Linked DNA regions of Mus musculus: region 1 is linked to region 2. Evidence: chromatin contacts called from public HiChIP or PLAC-seq data. All regions are on one chromosome and are shown on one strand. The core of a region is the stretch at or near the end of the contact, and the rest is flanking DNA. Distances in the headings are between cores, read along the strand shown. Region 1 has its middle 5.0 kb from the start of Gm12708. Region 2 has its middle 17 kb from the start of Jun.

Region 1 (2,700 bases), core at 92-2,591, 150 kb before region 2:
TTCGGAAACTCAGTTCAAATGACAGCTTGCATCAACTTGCCCATCTGCAAAATAAAGATATACCAATGGCAGCATGAGTTGGCTCTGAGATGCACCACACGTCATGCCTTGCCACCATTTGTTTGGGAGAGAAAGGCAGATGATATTTGAGGTGAGGTGGGAAAAGGAATGGTGGGTCCAGACCCTGGCTTCTAGCCTGAGAGGCTCATGATGTGCGCAGTCATACAGAGGGCTCTGAGCGCAGAAAGCTACACACATGGTAGGATGCTCTGCTCAGCCATCCTGATGATATTTGAACAAGGACCTCAGAGTGTTAGTTTGTACAGGGATCTATCCAATTAAGTAGCCACACTGTAAATGAGGGCCTGTGGGCAGGAAGGGGAATGGTACCTTTGAAGCAAAGTGACCCTGGGTGTACAAAGACCCACCGGCACACAAGATTCACTCAGCCTGTCCCAGGAACAATGCATGTGGGCTGCATTGTTTCTGACCAGAGAGAGCTGGTCGTGATGGGGCGGAGAACAGCTCAAAGTGGAAACCGGTAGAAGGTTAGGATGCTGAATGTAGCCCTGGGAATTCTGTGTGCTCTACACTGCACAGGCAGGCAGCTTGCTGTGTAAGTAAAGGATGGTTCCAGAAGAATTCCCAAGGACCTGGGGATGAAATGGTGTCGAAGCTGTCAGGAGCTAAGTTCAATAGAAGGGAGACCAGACCCAGGAGATGACCAGGCAGAGCTGTGTTCTGGTTTCACAGCCTTCAACACTTTTGTTTTTGTAGACTCCTTTTCCTTAGGAAGGCAAATATATAAATTTATATCTTACAACTATATTAGTGAAAAGGCAAATATCTCAGTACTCTATGCAAACCCGATTTCTCTCTTTGGTTGCAAGTGGGTATTGTACCTACACCTACAGTACTTAATAGGCAAGCCACTTTGACATGGGCCACAAAGTTCCTCAGATCATCAGCTGGGATTACTGGACTATCCTAGAATGGTCCATCTGTTTTTTCTCTTCACAGCCCTGTCAACAGGAGCCTGTTTTGTCTCCAAGTCAATTTCTCAAAAATGGAATGGGTGGCTATTGAGCCTGTAAAAGACATATGTACCTGACTGACAGGTAAAGGGTTCAGGGGAAAATTCCCTGAGACTCATATCTGCAAGTACCTGTGACTTTTCCCCTAATGTCACGTACATCAACCCTGGGTGCTAAGCTACCTACAAGCCACACCCATGAGGTGGGTGGGGAGGTTTAGTCATCAGCAGCCGCTGAGGAGACTGTCTGGAGGAAAGAAATGCCATTATCGGTCTGTCTGTCTGTGGCTGCAATATAAGTCACTCTGGCTTTGCTTCATTATCTCCTCAGAAGACAGCCACCAGTGACTCATCTCTGGTACTCTCCTCCCTATAACCAAGGATGGTGACAAAATGGCCTGATTCAGCAGCAGCAGCCCAGCCTTCCTACTTTCACATCTTTGTTGCTGGATATACTTAGATAGGTGAGCAATAGCAAGAGATGAGGTGCATTCATTTGGAAAAGAAAACTAGGTCTGACCTAGTTGACTCTTCCGGTCTCAATCTTCAACTCACTGTTCTTTAGATCCCTTCCTATTTAGAAGGGAGGCATGCATGAGTGAGTGGATAAGTGAGTGAATGTTTAATCTTTGCTGGTCCAACTTCTGCACTCTAATTCCTGAGGTCAAGAGACAGAACCCAACTGGTTCTGAATCCAGAAGAAAAATTAATCAGACAGGAAAACTGCAGATAAATTTAGACAAAAAAATTTTGGGGAAACTGAGATGGGGTGAAGACAGCATTTGGAATCTCGATTCACCAGAGAAGTATTCAGACACATTACAAGGTAACATGTGTGGCCCCTACGATCATTTCACGATGAGAGTAAGAACTTGTGTTTCAGTAGCAATTACTCTGGTCCAGGTACCCGGCCAACCATATTTACACAGACTCATTCATGTTTGTGTGTCCCTGGAAGGTAGGTGCCTAGGTCAGGAAGAGAAAGGTCATGATGCAAAGACAAATGAACAGAAATGGCTCATTTACATACAGCTCCTTGCTTGCTCATGCTGTACGTTCACCTTTCACTGCTGTGGGGGGAAGCTTCGGTGATCTCCAAGATTAAGAAGCCTAGGAGATCTTAAAGTCTAAGAGGGAAAGGAAGATGGATGCAGGAGCCTGGAAAGCAGGAGATGGTCAAAGAGCCAATCCAGTGAGCTTTGAAAGATAGGACCAAGGGTCAGGGAATGGGACCTTGTTATTTGAGACATCATGGGTGGAATGAAGCTTTCCAAGATATAACCCAGGTGTGGCTCTGAGTGTGGGTGGATGAATCTCTGTAAAGGTAAAAATCCCCAGAGCCGGGGTCAAAGAGCACCAGATGGAGTGATGCTGGTCTTCCTGGGACAACAGGGATCTGGGGGAAGGTGTAACAATCCTGTGTTTAAGTGAATTACAGCTTCCTGGGGTATACATTTTAACAGAAGAGTTTGGAGAGAGTGATTTTTTTTTATGTTCAAACAGAGATATATACAATAAAAGACCCCAAGGAAATGTGTGTGTGCATGTGTGTGTAGGCCTACCTTCCTTCACAGTGGACGGCTTGAAAAGCAGTCATTATGGAAAAGGTACATAAAGTTACACATGACAGCTACCAAGAGGGACAGAAACACAAGTTGGAACTTCTT
Region 2 (2,700 bases), core at 173-2,672:
ATAGGGAATTGGTCTGGAAGGTCAAACAGAAAACACGTAATGCTTAAGCCTATCTCTTTGGTGACTGTTGAACATAACAAACAGTAAAAGCAGAAAAGAGGATGAAACAAACTGTTATCATGACTGAATCATGAGGAGACACTAAAGGTGAATGTTTGAAGTAGCAAGGAAATCCATACAGTTAAGACTTAAGACCTCCCTCAGGGAAAGGCTCCATACACAGGGCAGAGATTCACAAAGTTCAGCCTAATACCCCATGACCAAAATTTCCCCCTTCTTGAAATGAATCAAATATCATAACACCCAGGATCTGAGATATGCGAGAAGGACCTGAAAACCCCTAGTAATAAAAATTGGCTTTAAGCATACGTGAGCGGAAGGTCCCAGTGTTACAACTGTGAAAACTCTACACCAGACTGATCTCTATTGTGTGTACTGAGACAAGTCTGGGCTAAAATAGGGTAGGGTGAGTAATTTGTGTCACAAATGGCCTTACAACCTTTCCATGTTAGACTACTGTGATAGCTAATCTTCACTGTCAACTTAACTACATTTGAAAACACCTAGAAGACACACCTCTGGGTATGTCTTTTGAAGGAGATTCCAAAGAGGTTTCTGGGAGGGAGAGGAAAGATCTACTCTGAATGTTAACAGCATCATCTCATGGGTTGAAGTGTTAATATGATTAGGAAAAAGGATGAAGCCACATGACAACAAACTGTTGTTGCCCAACTATGGACACAATGTGACCAATCAACTCATGCTACTGCCATCATGCCTACTTTCCCCCATGATATGCTATATTCCCTGAGACTATAAACCAAAATAAACTATTATCCCTTTATGTCCTTTGTGTCAAGTATTTGGCCACACCCATGGGAGAAGAAAAGTAGACATTAATATGGGATTGATTTCCCACCATGCTTACAAAAGATGGTGTTCATTCTACTCCTTCATCCCACATTTATTGAAGTAAACAAGAAAGAGGTAAATAATCCTGGAAGAGAGAGAGCAAGTAAAAAGAGAGAGAGAGAGAGAGAGAGAGAGAAAGAGAGAGACTAACATCATTCAGCATGTTGGCTGCTATCATAGCAGTGAATACAGTGGGGACTGAGAACAAATACCTGTGTAGTAGAGTTCATTAACTTCTCCCTGTCTGTAGAAGGTACTTGGACTTGCATCTTAAAGGAATGAATAAAAGTTGGCCATTAAAATGGTAAGATGGTGTTTTGGTGAGTGGCAACATCAGGGACTAAAGTAAATATGATTCACAGTGCCTGTCAGTCAAACCTCAACTATTTTCAGACCAAATAGTTGAAGTTGAGTTTGTCAAATAAGGAAAAAGACCTATTAAACAGATGTGACTCACTGGCCCAATGGAGCTTTGCTCTTTGTAAAGGACTGCAGGGTCAGAGCAAGCGGTGGTGTACCACAGATGTAGTAAAAGCACTACCAGAGATGTGGGGGGCAGGGCAATGAGGGGATTTACTCAGCTTAGTCACTACAAAAGGCTTCCCTAGGAAGTGACCTTTCAGCTGACACCTGAAAGAATTAGTCAGTGATGTCAAGGTGTGGGCCTGTCCTCTTCAAGGATAAGTGTTAGAAGTAGAGAGGAGACCCATAGAGTTGGGACTTAAGAGTTCTCTCAGGGGAAGTCTCCATATACAGCGCAGGAATTCCAAGAGTTCAGCATAATACTCTATGACCAAATTTAGTGCCCAAGCCCTCTAGTCTTCAACCACCTCAGGAGTTATATGGCAGTTAACAAAGAACAGTCTCTTCCTGAAGGCCTCACTACTTTATATTAATGTACAAGCATGAATCCCTGGCTCTGAGAGACCACTGTTTCTTCTGTAGCTCTTGTGACAGAGCTATGTTTGCATTTCTTCACATAAGCCTTATAGATTTCATCCCAGATGAAGGAACTGAGGCAGTGTGATTATTTAAAAGTCCTGGGACTCTGAGGAACAGGAACAAGATTTTACTTGAAGATCAAGCTCTTGGTATCATCATCACACTACCTCTGTGGATGATGTGGTCACATTTTTCTTGTTGATGTGACAGATACCTGATAGCGATAATTTAAGAGAGATGTTCTTTTTGGTTCATGGTCCATTATGGCACCCGGATCAGCTCTTCTCATCATAGCTGCAACATTAACATCTTAGCCGATCAAGAAACACAGAACCCAGCCTCTAAAGCCACAGTGTAATATTTTTAACATGTCCACTTGCCACAACCTAGAATCGTGGGGGGATTATCTAGATCAGGTTGGCCTGTGGGCATTTCTATGGGGGGAGGGGATTCTCTTGACTGTTAACTTGGTATAGGGAGACTCACCCCATTGTGGGTCTTCTTACCATTTTCCTATGCACTGAGTTTCACTCAAGGTAGAGAAGTCAGAGGAAAGGTGTGTGACAGAAAGCAAGCATAGAAGTGTTGGTTTGTCTCTGGTCTTGACTGTGGGTGTGACGTTACTGGCTGTTTGAGTTTCTGCCTTAACCCTACCCCACTCAATGATGGGTAAGCCAAGTAAACCTTTCTTCCATGCAGTGTTTATCTGAGTGTTTTATCACAGCAACAGAAAGGAAAATAGGATGCCCATGGGTCTACCTCTGCACATAGGCCTCCGGCCCCAAAGGTCCTACGACTACTAGTTGACAAGGAAACTGTAGAAGACATTACATATTCAAGCTGCCA

The links. HiChIP or PLAC-seq counts read pairs in DNA pulled down with a chosen protein or histone mark.
Region 1: a BATF HiChIP or PLAC-seq map of CD8 T cells shows a contact between it and region 2, with 5 read pairs. The contact joins two enhancer-like sites. A contact is called at or near these places in 1 of 39 promoter capture datasets (neutrophils) and 4 of 115 datasets of contacts at active chromatin or transcription factors (CD8 T cells, bone marrow-derived macrophages, embryonic forebrain and 1 more).

The regions. Positions count from the first base shown.
Region 1 is chr4:95,186,917-95,189,616 of GRCm38.p6, reverse strand. No RefSeq gene overlaps it. Among named protein-coding and RNA genes, the nearest start is that of Gm12708, 5.0 kb to the left of the region's middle. Within about 2 kb of position 1,341, at least 31 of the 459 cell types and tissues checked have an H3K27ac peak or open chromatin away from gene starts, as enhancers often do. A contact at or near this core is called in CD8 T cells, where this site is marked.
Region 2 is chr4:95,034,358-95,037,057 of GRCm38.p6, reverse strand. No RefSeq gene overlaps it. Among named protein-coding and RNA genes, the nearest start is that of Jun, 17 kb to the left of the region's middle. Within about 2 kb of position 1,422, at least 12 of the 459 cell types and tissues checked have an H3K27ac peak or open chromatin away from gene starts, as enhancers often do. A contact at or near this core is called in CD8 T cells, where this site is marked.